Regions from separate parts of the Mus musculus genome. Here all the other regions are linked to region 1. The links are chromatin contacts, called in public Hi-C and HiChIP or PLAC-seq maps. All regions are on one chromosome and are shown on one strand. Each heading gives the region's core, a stretch centred on a gene start, on an enhancer-like site or on the middle of the called end of the contact. The rest is flanking DNA. Distances are from core to core; before and after follow the strand shown.

What was found. A called contact is a pair of places that touch in the nucleus more often than the background predicts. HiChIP or PLAC-seq counts read pairs in DNA pulled down with a chosen protein or histone mark.
Region 2: an H3K27ac HiChIP or PLAC-seq map of embryonic stem cells shows a contact between it and region 1, with 8 read pairs. The contact joins two enhancer-like sites. A contact is called at or near these places in 12 of 39 promoter capture datasets (the 3T3-L1 cell line, the C10 cell line, the HPC-7 cell line and 6 more), 1 of 484 Hi-C or Micro-C datasets (nephron progenitors), 2 of 115 datasets of contacts at active chromatin or transcription factors (both in embryonic stem cells) and 2 of 9 other capture datasets (adipose tissue and macrophages).
Region 3: an H3K27ac HiChIP or PLAC-seq map of embryonic stem cells shows a contact between it and region 1, with 5 read pairs. The contact joins the promoter of Ism2 here to the enhancer-like site in region 1. A contact is called at or near these places in 4 of 39 promoter capture datasets (the HPC-7 cell line, embryonic stem cells, liver and 1 more), 1 of 484 Hi-C or Micro-C datasets (nephron progenitors), 2 of 115 datasets of contacts at active chromatin or transcription factors (both in embryonic stem cells) and 3 of 9 other capture datasets (adipose tissue, liver and pancreatic islet).
Region 4: a contact with region 1 is called in a Hi-C map of embryonic stem cells, with 1.6 times the contacts expected there. The contact joins the promoter of Gstz1 here to the enhancer-like site in region 1. A contact is called at or near these places in 22 of 39 promoter capture datasets (the 3T3-L1 cell line, 3T3-L1-derived adipocytes, the C10 cell line and 13 more), 10 of 484 Hi-C or Micro-C datasets (B cells, bone marrow-derived macrophages, cerebral cortex and 4 more), 12 of 115 datasets of contacts at active chromatin or transcription factors (the HPC-7 cell line, the SCID.adh cell line, bone marrow-derived macrophages and 6 more) and 4 of 9 other capture datasets (adipose tissue, liver, macrophages and 1 more).

Annotation. Positions count from the first base shown.
Region 1 is chr12:87,223,639-87,227,050 of GRCm38.p6, reverse strand. It overlaps Noxred1 (NADP+ dependent oxidoreductase domain containing 1), which reads left to right. Exons shown (of 8, transcript NM_027744.1): 4 at 1-140; 5 at 2,013-2,193; 6 at 2,742-2,893. Among named protein-coding and RNA genes, the nearest start is that of Noxred1, 13 kb to the left of the region's middle. Within about 2 kb of position 1,905, at least 20 of the 459 cell types and tissues checked have an H3K27ac peak or open chromatin away from gene starts, as enhancers often do. A contact at or near this core is called in embryonic stem cells, where this site is marked.
Region 2 is chr12:87,316,623-87,320,034 of GRCm38.p6, reverse strand. The region is part of intron 9 of Sptlc2 (serine palmitoyltransferase, long chain base subunit 2); the gene reads left to right. Among named protein-coding and RNA genes, the nearest start is that of Ism2, 19 kb to the right of the region's middle. Within about 2 kb of position 1,929, at least 9 of the 459 cell types and tissues checked have an H3K27ac peak or open chromatin away from gene starts, as enhancers often do. A contact at or near this core is called in embryonic stem cells, where this site is marked.
Region 3 is chr12:87,298,081-87,301,492 of GRCm38.p6, reverse strand. It overlaps Ism2 (isthmin 2), which reads left to right and starts at 1,788. Exons shown (of 6, transcript NM_001290302.1): 1 at 1,788-1,919. The coding sequence starts at 1,788. Gm51956 (a long non-coding RNA gene) reads right to left here and starts at 2,416. Exons shown (of 4, transcript XR_003950111.1): 1 at 2,142-2,416; 2 at 1,245-2,048; 3 at 977-1,150; 4 at 188-675.
Region 4 is chr12:87,146,136-87,149,547 of GRCm38.p6, reverse strand. It overlaps Gstz1 (glutathione transferase zeta 1 (maleylacetoacetate isomerase)), which reads right to left and starts at 1,841. Exons shown (of 9, transcript NM_010363.4): 1 at 1,704-1,841. The coding sequence starts at 1,718. It overlaps Pomt2 (protein-O-mannosyltransferase 2), which reads left to right and starts at 1,646. Exons shown (of 21, transcript NM_153415.4): 1 at 1,646-2,377. The coding sequence starts at 1,920. It overlaps Gm6566 (predicted gene 6566), which reads left to right. Exons shown (of 3, transcript NR_136901.1): 3 at 1-73.

The DNA of each region.
Region 1 (3,412 bases), core at 656-3,155:
CGCTACTGAGGATGAACTGCTAACCGTGGGCATCATTGGGTGTGGCCACCTTGGAAAGCAGCTGACTAATGTATTGCTGAAAACCGTCCCTATCCCTGCCGAGAACCTGCAGATCTCCACTAGGAGGCCAGAGTCCCTGGGTGAGGACCAGGGAATGCTAGACAGTGGGTGTGGGCTGCATATCATTAACAAAGCTGTCTTAAAAGGTGCCTTCCCTGCTGGCTGGCCCTCAATTATAAACTTGTTGGTTAAGACGACTTTTCTCCACTTATTATATCTGTCCCTCTTTCTGGGTATAAGATATGGGGGGGAGGGGGGATGTTCATATAGTATTTAAATCTAACTGGAATATTAGTCTAGAAAAAAAAAGTTACCAAATATTTACATTTGGCCTTATATTTTAAAAAACTGTCATCTGAGTACAAACATTTACAGTGATTCTAGGTGTTGACTAATGTGATAGAAACAAGAACAGTATTTGTCTTTGAGGAAGTGGAGTGAAGAAGGGGCCCAAAGAACATTCTGGGGAGAAGGAAATACTTTACATCTAGGGTAGTGGTTCTCAACTAGTAGGTCATGATCCCTTTGGAGGGGGAATGTCAAACGACTAAGATTATCAGAAAACACAGATATTTACATTGCAATTCACAACAGTGGCAAAATTACAGTTAGGAAGTAGCAACAAAAATAATTTTATGGCCAGATGGCACATGCCTTTAATCCCTGCACTCGGGAGGCAGAGACAGGCAGATCCCTATGAGCTTAAGGCCAGACTGGTCTATAAAGTGAGTTCCAGGACAGCCAGGGCTACACAGAGAAACCAAACCCTATCTCAAAAAACAAAAAATTATACAACAATAACAATAATAATAAATGTATGTATGTATTTATTTATTTATTTATTTGGTTTTTCGAGACAGTGTTTCTCTGTATAGCCCTGGATGTCCTGGAACTCACTTTGTATACCAGGCTGGCCTCGAACTCAGAAATCCACCTGCCTCTGCCTCCCGAGTGCTGAGATTAAAGGCGTGCACCACCACGCCCGGCTATAAATTTTATTGTTTGGGGTCACAAAAACATGAGGAACTGTATTAAAGGGTTGAAGCATTAGGAAGGTTGAGAACTGCTGGTCTAGAGGGAGCTGTGGGCTACATGGATGTATGCCCTTATCAAAACTGTTCAAGCTGTATACTTCAGAGTTCCATGTGGTACTGTATGTAAATTACACTACAATAAAATGCAAAATAACATTGCAAAGCAGTATGCATACTGTAGACAAATTACCCTGGAAGAAAGGATAACCATCCATACTCTTTTTAACCAGGCTATCGTCGTTCCCCCACCCCACCCTTTTTTGAAGTATATTGTATACTGGCTTTTCACCTGATGCATCGGAAGTGCATTTCGTATCATTTAGCATTCTTTAAAATAAAGATTTTTAAGCCCTTTCACTGTCACCCGGCTGGCTTTGAGAGCACTTCCTAGTGTGTCTGACCTTATCAGGGCAGTTTGTGTCGCTGGTGTCTGGGCATTCTGGGGAGGAGATGAGGCAGAGCTACAGTTGTGAGTGCTTTGTGCTTCCCCCGCCCCCTTTACTTTCTTCTCCGGATTTAAGATATATTTCCATGAAAGATTAATCTTATTATAAAAAGGTGATTTTAAGCTCATGTTACATTCCTATTATATGCCCATTAGAGATAAGATTCCAAGCTGGAAGGCGGTGGCACATGCCTCCAAAAATAAAAACATCCAGCATTTGTTCCAAAATCAAAGCAACAGCAATCACATAAGAAGCCCAGTCTCTGCCTCAGTGGTACCAGCTGCTTTCGCAAAGGGGTTATTGGGGAGTGGGGGTGGGGCTTAAGCTCACAGAGGCTTCCAGGAACCAGCGGCTGGTTTCTGTGGCCACGTGACTTAAGCTGCTTCCTGAAACACCCTTACCGCCATCCTCTCCCCACAGCTGATGTGCAGGTCAAACTTCTCTGCATTATTGTGTTCTTTCTCCCTCCCAGGTGAGTTACGGAAACTAGGGGTCCGGTGCGTCTATGACAACGCTGCTGTGGCGAGCTGGGCCAAAGTGTTGTTCCTCTGCTGTCTGCCTGCCCAGCTGCCTAATATCTGCCTAGAAATTCAATCCAAACTCAACAAGCACTGCACCGTGTACAGCTTTGTATCCGCCATTCCGCTACCCAGGTATCTTGTCAGGATGAGAGCGGAACTCATAGCCTCTTGGCCTACCTCTTGGAGTTAGGCATGCTCAGTAATGAGGAGGAGGAGGCAGCTTGACCTGCAGAAAGACCCCGCCAGCCTTTCTAGTTCTGTCTTCCTCCAGTTTTACACAAACAGCACTTGGGGTTTGGATGACTTTCCCTGCCTAAAATATTAATGGCCTGCTGCTTTCCAGTACTCCATTCCCACTTGGGGCATCAATGAGAAGACACCAGAGAACAACATGAGAAGCTACTAAAAATACATGCCAAACATTGGGTTTTTTTGTTTTTGTTTTTGTTTTTGTTTTGTAGTCTTGCATCTAGCCAAGAGCTAGGCACAAGATAACATTCAGTAAATATTAGGTGGATGGTTGAACAATCTAATCAGTGCCCTGAGCGCACAGTGGGCCCATAGCTTGTTGCCTGAGCAGTGGCTTGCAGGGGAGAGTCTGGGGTTTGGCCTGAATTCAGATGCAGTAGATTGGAAAGTCACTTATTCCAGTCTGTATTCCCTGTCTTTGTGGCTTCCAGGTTGAAAAGTTTACTGAACCACACCAATATCCTGAGGCCCCAGTACCAATTTGCTGAGGATTATGACAACATCTGGGGAGAGAATGAGGAGGTCCCAATTGCTCTCCAAGATACAACGATTATCCGGGGTACCTGCCCCTACAATAATCTTGGTAATGGCACAACTGTGTAACTATTTCTGGCATTCTTTCGACAATTACCTTCTCTCTCTCTCTCTCTCTCTCTCTCTCTCTCTCTCTCTCTCTTTCTGTGTGTGTGTGTGTGTGTGTGTGTGTGTGTGTGTGTGTGTGTGTGTGTGTATGTCTGTGTCTGTAAAGCACAAAGCAGATACATTCTTAGTTATTTGAGTTTGGAATGCAAAGAGCTTGGTAAGAAAAAGCAACCTTTGTTGGGCAGAATGGAGTAGCCTAATTTGTGGATCCTTAAGTCTGGGCTAGAAACAACCAGGGGAAATAGCTATGTGAACAAGAGAATGAGCTGGGCTTGGTGGTACATGCCTATAACTCCAGCCTTGGAGAGGAGGAGACAGGAGAATCAGGGTATCGAGACTCTTGGGCTATATAACCAGTTTGAAGGCAGCTAAAACTACATGTGAACCTGTCTCAAAAAAATAAAAAAATTTTAAAAAGATCAAAACCAACCAAAACAAAACAAAGAAAAACAACAAAAAA
Region 2 (3,412 bases), core at 680-3,179, 93 kb before region 1:
TCCATGTCATGGTCTTAACGTTATTTTTATATGTTTATGAGGATATGCCATGTGAGTTTGGGAGCCTGAGGAGGTCAGAAGAGGCCATCAGATACCCTGGAGTTGAAGATATGGGATAGTTTTGAGTTCTCTGATCTGGGGGCTAGCAAACCCCCTGCTTGGGTCCTCTGTTAGGAGCAGCAAGTACTCTCAACCACTGAGCTGTCTCTCCAGGCCCACATCTGTGTTCTCTCTGAGACAGCAAGGGTTAAGAATTAGGTGTAATATATATCTGTCCTGGAAGTCCATGTTTATTTGAGTCTGTCTGAAATAACTTGCTCAAACTTTGGGACGGAAACTGAGCTAACAGATTCGATGGAATAGTCTTAAATGCTTGCAATAGCTGGTGTCTTATGCTTGTTAGAATTCAGTGTGTTGAGCCAGTAATGTGATGGCAGCTTAAAGACTTCATCTGATAAGTCTTTGTTTTCATTTTTGTTTTTAAGGATAAAATCAGACTATTTCAGGCTGGATGTATTGTAGGTTTCTGTAATCCTAGCGCTGAGGAGGCAGAAGCAGGAGGAGTTCAAGGTTAAGGCCAGCCTGAGGATCATGGGAAGTTCCAGACCAGTCTGGCTAAACGTAATAAAGGTGTGACAGGCATACTTTAGAGGACAGTCTGTATTACATAGTCTGGGCTGCAAGGTAAGACCTGTCTCAAAAAAAGCAGCAACAGATGATACCATTTCTGACTAGAGAGAAAGAGAGAAGGTTTCTTTCTAGAAAGAGAGGCTGGCCATGGCCACGTGGAGAGAGGGGGGAAGGGAGGGAGAGAGAAGGAAGGCTAGAGATGATAGTAAGAAAGGTGAGAGTTTAAGAGAGCAAGGAGGGTAAGGCATGCCCTTATGACCTACTTTCTCCAACTAGGTCCCACCGCCTCTAAAATTTCCAACATCTCTTAAAATAGCACCATCAGCTAGGGGCTAAGCATACAAAGCCATGATTGTGGGGACAGTTCATGTTCAAACCTTAATAAAGGGCTTGTTGATTGGTGATAGGGCTAGTAGGTCTGTGATAAGGCAAAAGATTATATGTAAATTTCTTTAAAAAAAGATTATACTAATACACAAATATGTTACTTTTGTTTTTTTAAGATGTATTTATTTAATGTATATGAGTACACTGTAGCTGTACTTATGGTTGTGAGCCATAGTGTGGTTGCTGGGAATTTGAATTCAGGACCTTTTGACCCTGCTCGCTCTGGTCGGCCTGCTTGCTTTGGCCTAAAGATTTATTTATTATTATATCTAAGTGCACTATAGCTGTCTTCAGACACCAGAAGAGGGCATCAGATCTCTTTATGGATGGTTTTGAGTCACCATGTGGTTGCTGGGATTTGAACTCAGGACCTTCGGAAGAACAGTCAGTGCTCTTAACCGCTGAGCCATCTTTCCAGCCCCATCACTTAGTTTTAATGAAGTATTATTTATGCACAATAGTAAAATTCACCAACTTTTTAAGTATATATCTCTACAAATTTGTACAAAAACATAATCTTACAATACCATGATCAGGGCACTGAATATTCTCATCATCTCCCAAAACACCCTTATGTCCCCTAGCTGATGAAGCCAGCTCAGTCAGTCAACAAGGTCTCAAGGGAGAGAGTGAGGATTAAAAAGAAAAAGATAATTAGACTACACAATACAATAACTCCAGCCAGTTTAGAAGCTGAAGCAAGGTTGTTTTTTTGTTTTTTTGTTTTTCCTCAGTCTGCTTTTATTTCTTTCTAGGTACATACAAAGAATATAATCAGTCCTAGGGCATAAACTAAGTAGTCAAGGAACAAACAAAACTTGAACAAAGGTCCCTTGATTACTGTATTCAGGGTCTTAACAAGACCCATCAAAATACAAAGAACACATTCCTCCGTTGTATAGGACTACTTCTTTGTCCTAGCCCAATGTCAAATTCCTGCCAAATTCCTAAAAGGCTGCCCCAAAAGCTCTCCACACCTGGCTGTCTGCCTCAGTCCCTCTTTTTGACCACCTTTGATCTCTTGTTTCTACAGTTGTCCTCTAGGATTCCATTCTAATTCATGCAGCATGAAATCTTACTTCTGTCTTCATCTAGCATACTTTGCAGAGCAAGATTGTGGTAGATTTTGTTTGTTCTTTTTAAAAACTATTTTCTATTCTTACCGTAGTTTTTGGGTTGTTCATTTGTTGGTTTTGCTTTTGTTTTCTCTTTGAGCGAGGGTCTCACTGTGGGGGCCCACACTAGCCTAGAAATTGCCATCCTCTGGTCTGAATGTCCAGCATGGCTACCATTTTGAACCTACACATTATAACTTCAATAGCATCATAGCATCCTTGTTTGCTAATACTCTTTGTCATTTTTGGTCTGTTTTTGTTTTTTGACTTCCCACTTAGTCATATGAGCATATTATTTAGCCTGTTTGTTGGCCTACAGTTTTCTTGGTTGTCATATACTTTACCAGTTTGATACTCTATTTTGTTGTATTCCCTTCAGTATCACTGAACTTTGCTCTGAGAATCAAATCCATTTGAGACTTACTTTTGAGGTTTGTTAAGGTATATCAAGACTTAGTCTTTGGCTTTTGGTTTTTCGAGACAGGTTTTCTGTATAATGGTTCTGGCGTCCTGGAACTTGCTCTGTAGTCGAGGCTGGCCTCACACTGAGAGATCTCTGCTTGCCTCTGCCTCCAAAGTGATGGGATTAAAGGGATAGGCCAACATACCCAATACCCAGCCCATTCTAGGGTTAATTTACTTCCACTACTAAAGCGACATTCTTCTGTGGGCTATTGTGTGCATTGTGCCATCTTTCTATTTTCGTGGGTGAATAACTATTGTGAGCTCTTTGTAAGTGCCAGAAATTGTTGGAGCTACTGCCTTCTGGAAGAATTTCCCAATCCTTGGAAGTTTCTTCTTATACATGTGCAGTTCTGGTATTGCCAAAGCTCACCTCCCTCCTCTTCTACTTACTGCCCAACAAAGTCCTAATCAGTTTGACCTCTCCAATTCTGATTTCAACTGACAAGATTGGGTCCACCTTCTTTGTGTAGCAACCTGGAACTTGCCTGTAAGCATTAAGTACCTGAAGGTTCACCCTGCTTCCATCTCTGAAGGAACATTTTCAACATTTCTTGTTGCCCTGTGTCTGACAGCTGTGGTGTTTTGTCCAGCTTTCTATTAAAGGAAGGTAAATCTTGTCCCAGTATTAAGGAAGGCAAGGGTGGAAGTAGAAGTCTCCTGTAAAAGTGAAGGAAGAAGCCGGTGATGTCGTTCACTTGGTTGAAGTTGCTCTGGCATGGTAGCACTTGTAATAACTTAGAGGTAGAATCAGGAGATTCAGAAACTCGAGGTCATTTTCAGATACTTAGAGTATGTGTGTAGTGAATATATGTATT
Region 3 (3,412 bases), core at 539-3,038, 75 kb before region 1:
TCATGGCAGTGAATGGTGGGAGTGATATGAGGTCAGAAGTGGGTCCAACAGAGCCCGTTTGGGTATTCAGACAGTCCAGACTAGGGGGCGTAGCTTGGAGAGGAGAGGGCGTGGCTTGGAGTGGAGTAGCAGTTATTGACATGGAAACAGAATGAATGAATGAATGAATGAATGCCCAACAAGCTCATTATCTTCAAAGTCACTTTTAATCTGGTAAAAAGTGTCAAAAGTATGGCTAAAATATTGGCGGTAGATGTGAAAATATTTATACCAAAAAGAAAAAAAAAAAAAAGAGGGGGCTGGAGAGATGGCTCAGTGGCTGCTCTTCCAGAGATCCGGAGTTCAATTCCCAGCAACCACATGGTGGCTCACAACCATCTGTAATGGGATCCAGTGTCTTCCTCTGTTGTGTGTCTGAAGACATCGACAGTATACGCATATACATAAAATAAATAAACTTTTTTTTTTAAATGTAAAGCTTAACCTTTAGTCCGGTGAATTCAGCTTAATTTAGAAGCCGCTCCCTGGCTAAAATTCTGTTCTCGGTGTTTATCACGTACCAGGCAGCCATCTTCTTAATTTGGATCATGCGAAACTGCCAATATTCAACCCCTTTGACAGGACCCCACAAGCAGGCTGTCACCCAATGCAATGCGTCACCATTCAATTCTGCTGCTGTGGAGAGCAGGGGTAATTTCAAAACAAGACCAAGTAAAAGCAAAACAAAACAAAACCCAGCGCAGCTCTGAGATTTCCACTCTACTTCAGGCACCCCTGAGCAGTCGTAGACCACAGCTTGGTCATAATAGCCACCCTCTCCACTGCCCCCAGGTTCGCTTCCAGGCTCCCTCCTCCCGCCATCCCAGGTAGGTATCACCTTGATTTCATTCTCTCCTATTCTCATCCTACCACCTGGTCTAAGCCACTGCTCCGGAATTCTAGTTGCCCAAAGGTCGCCGTTCAGTGAGTGGCTTACTGTGAAGATCCAACCCGAAGGTCTGGCCGAAAGGGCTGGGCTGTCCTAAGGATCAGCGACACCAGCTGCAGGACGGATCCTCCGACCCCTGCACTCAGGCTTACCCCACCACAGCACACCCGCTGTTCTGGGACTGTGGCTTGTGTGGTCTCCTGGGTCTGACAGTCCTAAAAGCTGAAAGGGGATCGGGAGCTGGGACCGCAATGTGGCGGCGGGCTCCTCATCCCAGGCGACGCTGTTGAACTTCCAAAGTCCCTCGCAAACCTACCTGGCTGCACGCACACTTTTGCCTAAGTTCCAAAGTCTCCCACCGCTCGCCGCCGGTCAGTCGCGCGTCCCTGCCTGTGAGGCCCGGGCTAGTTTGGGAGGCTGTCGCCCGCGCTGTCGAGGAGCGCTCCTGTGGCGCCGCAGCCTTCTCGCCCCTCAGCAGCCCCTCGTGGGACCGCAACTTTCCCGGGACAGGAATTCGCTTGGGGCCGCGACGGCGACAGTGGCGGGGACTGAGGGCGGGGTGGCCGCCAGATCAAAGGAGCCGCCCCGCGGAGCCCGGACGAGTCCCCGAGCGCCGAGGGGCCCCTTGGGGAGGGCGAAGGGGGGTAGAGAGACATGGGGCCACTGACCTCGCTCGCAGACCCCTGCTCACCGGCGGCGCGCACCCGAGCGCGCGCTCCCGCCGCTCCTCGCGAGGTCCCCGCGCGACTGGACGGAGCCTGCGCCGCAGCCCGCGCTCCCGCCCCAGGAGGAGGCGAGGCGGGGCGCGAACGCGCTCCCGAGCCCCGCGGCTCTGGCAGAGCAGCCTGGAAGGGACACGATGCGGCCACCGCCCAGCCGAGCACGGTTCCCGCGCGCCTTGATGCTGCTGGCCGCCCTGCTGGCCACTGGCCGAGGGCTCCCACTGAGGAAGCGAGGTCCCGGGCCCCACGGCCACTCGAGGATGGCGGAGGTGAGTGATGAGCGGGACTGGAGGGACGGAGCAGGGTGGGCACTGGACGATGGCCAGGAGCACTGAGCCCGCAGGAGTTTACACTCTCCACGCGTGGCCGCGAGCCCTGGTGGCGCCGTAACGTACTGGCTGCAGAGGGAAAAGTTGACTGTGGTGCCTGCTCCGCGGTGGCCCGGCTTCTTGGGTCCTACCCACCCCTTCCTCGCCCTGAGCGAACATCACCTGCAGCAGCACACCCCTGAAAAGCCACCCTGGAGCGGAGAGAGGAGATTCCAGGGCTCTGTGGAGTGGTGGCCTGGGGCTACCGACTTGGGCTAAGTGATTCTCTTGAAGCAGCCCCTAAATACTAACCAACCAAGGATTCGAGTTTTCCATTGGGAGTTGAGGCAGGCTGAGGGAGTTAAGGGCGTTCTGCACCTTGCTGGGTGTAGGCTGTCAGCCAGCATTTCTTCAAAGAATGTGTGTCCTGAGATAGAAGAGCATGGCGAAAGAGTGCTGGCTGTGTTAGAAACAGTGTTTCAGTCACCAATCACTGCGGTCTAGCCTTATGCTCTCCTTTCACAGTTTTAGTGGCTATTCCCCGTTCCTGTCCCCATTTCCATGGAGGCTTGTTTGTAATGCAAGAGCCAGCCTGATGTGTAGTCCTCCTCCTCCTCCTTCTTTTCGAGACAGGGTTTCTCTATGTAGCCCTAGCTGTCCTGGAACTCACTCTGTAGACCAGGCTGGCCTCAAACTCAGAAATCCACCTGCCTCTGCCTCCCAAGTGAAGGGATTAAAGGCGTGTGTCACCACTGCCCAGCTGATGGGCTCTTCTTGCCTGGAGCTGTTCTGGAGGAAGACTCCTATTTCCGAAATGGGGAAACTGAGGGGCCAGGACCTATAGGAAACAAGAGATGCTAAATGCATGACTTGGACCGGAGTTTGGGCTATATTGTTAGAGCCCAGACTCCCAGAGCCCTTCAGAGGATGGGAAGGCTCCCTTAAGTTTACATCCCTTAAATATCACAAACCATTGTCACCTCTAAGACATTTTTTTTTCTCCTCAAGTTCCCAGCTTTCCCCAGTAGGAATGTATCCTGTTAATTATAGGGCTGTAATAGGGCTGCCTTCATTCTGGGGCCTGGAATTTGTAGTCCTGGGGGCAGCTGTCTCTTGCTTTGCAAGAAGCCTATCACTGTTCCTAGGCACTGCCATAGGGCCAGATGCTGCCAGATGTTTCCTGAGGGGCACACATCTACTTGGCCATTGTTGAGAAACACGGACATGGACAAATACAGGGATTTCTGACCTGGATGTACCTGGATTTCTAGCATTCAGGCATTTGAAGCAAGACACCTTGTTCGAGGCCATCCAATATGTGCCATGTAGGATCTGGGGCTAGTCTGAGCTACATAGCCACATTTGTCTCAAAGAAAAAGGAAAACAAAACAAAACAAAACAATGAAATAACTAGAAACAACTACCATAGCAACAACGACAAAACAAACACCCAA
Region 4 (3,412 bases), core at 592-3,091, 77 kb after region 1:
CCCTCCCTGGGTGCCCTGTCCCGGTAGCAGCATCGAGGTGTTCCTGCAATAAAGGCTGTTGAGAAGAATCTGACCATGTCGTGTCTTCCTTGCTGGCTGAGGTGGGCGCGACACCCCATGGCCCTTCAGCAGGAAACAGAATTTTTTTTTTTTTGGCTTTTTCGAGACAGGGTTTCTCTGTATAGCCCCGGCTGTCCTGGAACTCACTTTGTAGATCAGGCTGGCCTCGAACTCAGAAATCCGCTTGCCTCTACCTCCCGAGTGCTGGGATTAAAGGCATGCATCACCATCACCCAGCTGGAATCTTACCCTACATCTATTATTATTTTTTTTTCTTATATATCATTTTAGTTTCTTTTCCTGCTGCTATGATAAAATGCCCCAACAAAGGCAGTCTAAAGAAGAGTGGTTTATTTTGGCTTATAATTCAAGATGTAGTAAGTCACCTGGGGTGGGGGTGGGGTGGGGTTTGGGGGAAGAGCAGCCTGAAACAGCTGGTAAGTAACCTATGCATCCACAGCATGAAACAGAACAATGCTGTGTGTTGGTGCTTGGCTGACTTCCCCCTTATTATGGGCCCAGCCAGACCCAACCCAGGGAATGGTGTCACTCTCCCACATCAGTTAACCTGATAAAGACAATCCTAACCCTCTCTGCAGAGCATCTGGAGGCTTGTCTCCTATGTGCTTTTAGATAAACAGGGAGAGAAATCACAGCTAAGCACTAACAGCAAACCACCTGGCGATTTTTGCACTTGAACAGCTACTTTTTAATATCAAGTAGAATGTCCGTTTAATTAGCACCGGGAAGGATCATGTTTCCAACTCAAACATGCATTCTGGCGACTTTAAATTTGCAGTTTTTCTGTTGTGGGAGACTCGGCCCATGCTAGGAGCTACGTCAGAGTTGCGTACATCCCTAGCTGTTTTTATACCATTTCTTACATGATTAAAATCCTGAAAAATCACATCTGTATGTGGAAAATCTATATTAACCGGATGCAATGTCCTTTGCATCTAATGTGCCGCCTTCCTACATATCGGCCCTCCTAAGAGACTCAATTTTAAGTCTCTTATAAAACACACTCGCAGCTCCATTCCAGCAATGGCTTAAATACAAATGGCTCTAGGGTGGACTAAAGAAGTTCGACTTAAACCCTGGACGCTCCATATGCCACAGCCTGGAATCCCAGCACTTGGAAGGCGGGGGCGGGAGAGTCAAAGTTCAAAGTCAGGTTGGGCTGCACAGCAAGATCGTTTCTTAGAGCCAAACCGACAAAACTAGAAACCTGAGCAGATACTACAAGTGATTATTAACGTCGTTAAAGAGTCACATCTTTCCCCCTTGCCTTTGGTGCATGCCTGGACCACCAGGTCCCCTGAGAGACATACGAAGGGCGCCGCGAAACTGCAAAGTAGGGAACCATGTTTGAAAGCCCTAGAAGAGGTCTGTCTACCCGAAGCAGGGAAAAGCGCGATTGGACGCCCCTCAAAAGCTTCCAAGTTTAGCCTTCCCGGCCCAATCTACCACCACCATAAGGTTCAGCGGCCAGCGCGCAGGTGTAGAGTGAGCGGGCGCCGAGGTGCACGCCGGGAGTCGTTGTGGCGCCACGCGAAGAAGCGAGCTCTCAGCCCCGCCCCCCCCCACAGCTCTTCTCCGCGTTTCTCAGGAGAGACCCTCATCCCCGGACGTGGGGCACAGACCTTCCCGGCTTGCATCTCGCCCGGTCGGCCGGCCAAGAAAGTCAGCTCTCGGGACTAGAAGATGACTGAGGCCTAGCGGGGTCCAGAGAGCGAAGGTTGGACTAGATGGCCTCCCTCCTTCGGGCTGGCCCCGCCCCCGCCCCCTGAGCTGCTGGGAGTTGTAGTTCATGAGCCGACTCGAGTTTGTCAGTCCTTGGTTTCCCTCCGCCTCCCGCAATGCTCTACGCCTCAGGCCGCCTCTTAGCTGCCCGGGCGGCCACCACACTTTCCGCCCCGCCCAGAGCCCGGGGCCCGGCGCTCCGCGGCAAACGGAGGGAACTACAAATCCCATGGCACCTCGAGACGCCTTCTTATGACCCCTTGACGGGGCAGCGGACAAGACCCGGCGTGCCTCCGGCCCGGAGGGTGATCCTTCGGAAGGGGAGGATGCCGCCGGCCATAGGCGGTGGCCTAGCGGGCTCCGAGCTGCGTCCCCGTAGGGGCCGCTGTGTGCCGCAGGCTGCCAGAGCCGTGAGCCGAGACGTGGTCCCCCAGGCTGCAGCACGGAAACTTAAACGGCCTGCTTGGAGCTCGCGGCGCTTCCAGGCGGCAGGGTGGTGGGCCACGTTGGCTGTGGTGACGCTGCTGTCCTTTGCCACCCGCTTTCACCGGCTGGACCAGCCTGCTCACATCTGGTAAGTGGCGGAAAGGACTTGGCGGGCACCATGGCAACTGAGAGGGAGTGACGCCACCCTCTGATTGGCTTGAGGGCGCGAAGTGGGCGGGATTCATCGGAGGCACGACAGGTCCTTGGCGGTAGAGAAACTCAGTTGTATTTCGAGGGGAGTAGGGGGTGGCTGGGGAAAGCTTTCCGGTGTGTCAAACCTCGGAGAATAGGTTTGCCCTGGTGGGGGTCCCACACTCGGAGTTTGCAGGAGTTGTCCTCATGTCTTCTAGTCACCTGGCTTTAAAATGGTGATACTCAGAGGTTCTTTGAACTTGGCTGAGAAATTAGTAAATTCGTAGAACATAATTTTCCCAAAGCGTGATTTTCAAAGAAAAAGATTCCTATAGAGTAAGGATAGTTTGGGTATCGGGAGATGGCGGCACAGATTCTGAGCAACAGGTCTGGTGTTATCCTGTGAGAATTATTTTCTAGGCCTTACTTTGTATGATACAGATGGTGGCTTGAGGCTTGGTTCAATTCCATTTCCCAAGCTCACAGAGTTACTTGATCTTTAGCTGGAAGGGATGTTTTATCTTCTCTATATCACCAAACAGAAACTTAGCATAGAAGGTGTCACAAGTGGATCTTACTCAAGAGCAAGCAAACACACTGACAGGGCTGCTCCTATAGGAAACTAATAAATTACTGTGAAGCTAATTAATAAATTAGGTGCATTTTATGACTGTTGGGAGCTGTAACTACTGGGTTAAACACAAAGGCGTAATCACAGGAAGGGGAATGAATATCAGCACCTTTAGAGTTAGGTTCTTCCACCCCCTGTCAAATCCTACTATACATGACTGTATCCCAAAGAGATAGGTGTACCCACAGTGGGTTACATAATGGCCAAGGACTAACGAGTTTGGGAAATCTATTTTAACACTCACAAGCCTTAATTAGCTCTGTTCTCATAGGAGACATTGCCATATCTCTTATTGCAAGCACAGCCCTAAGAAATGGCCCAGGTCAAATGCAGTTAGGGCATCCTAGGTACATTCTTGGC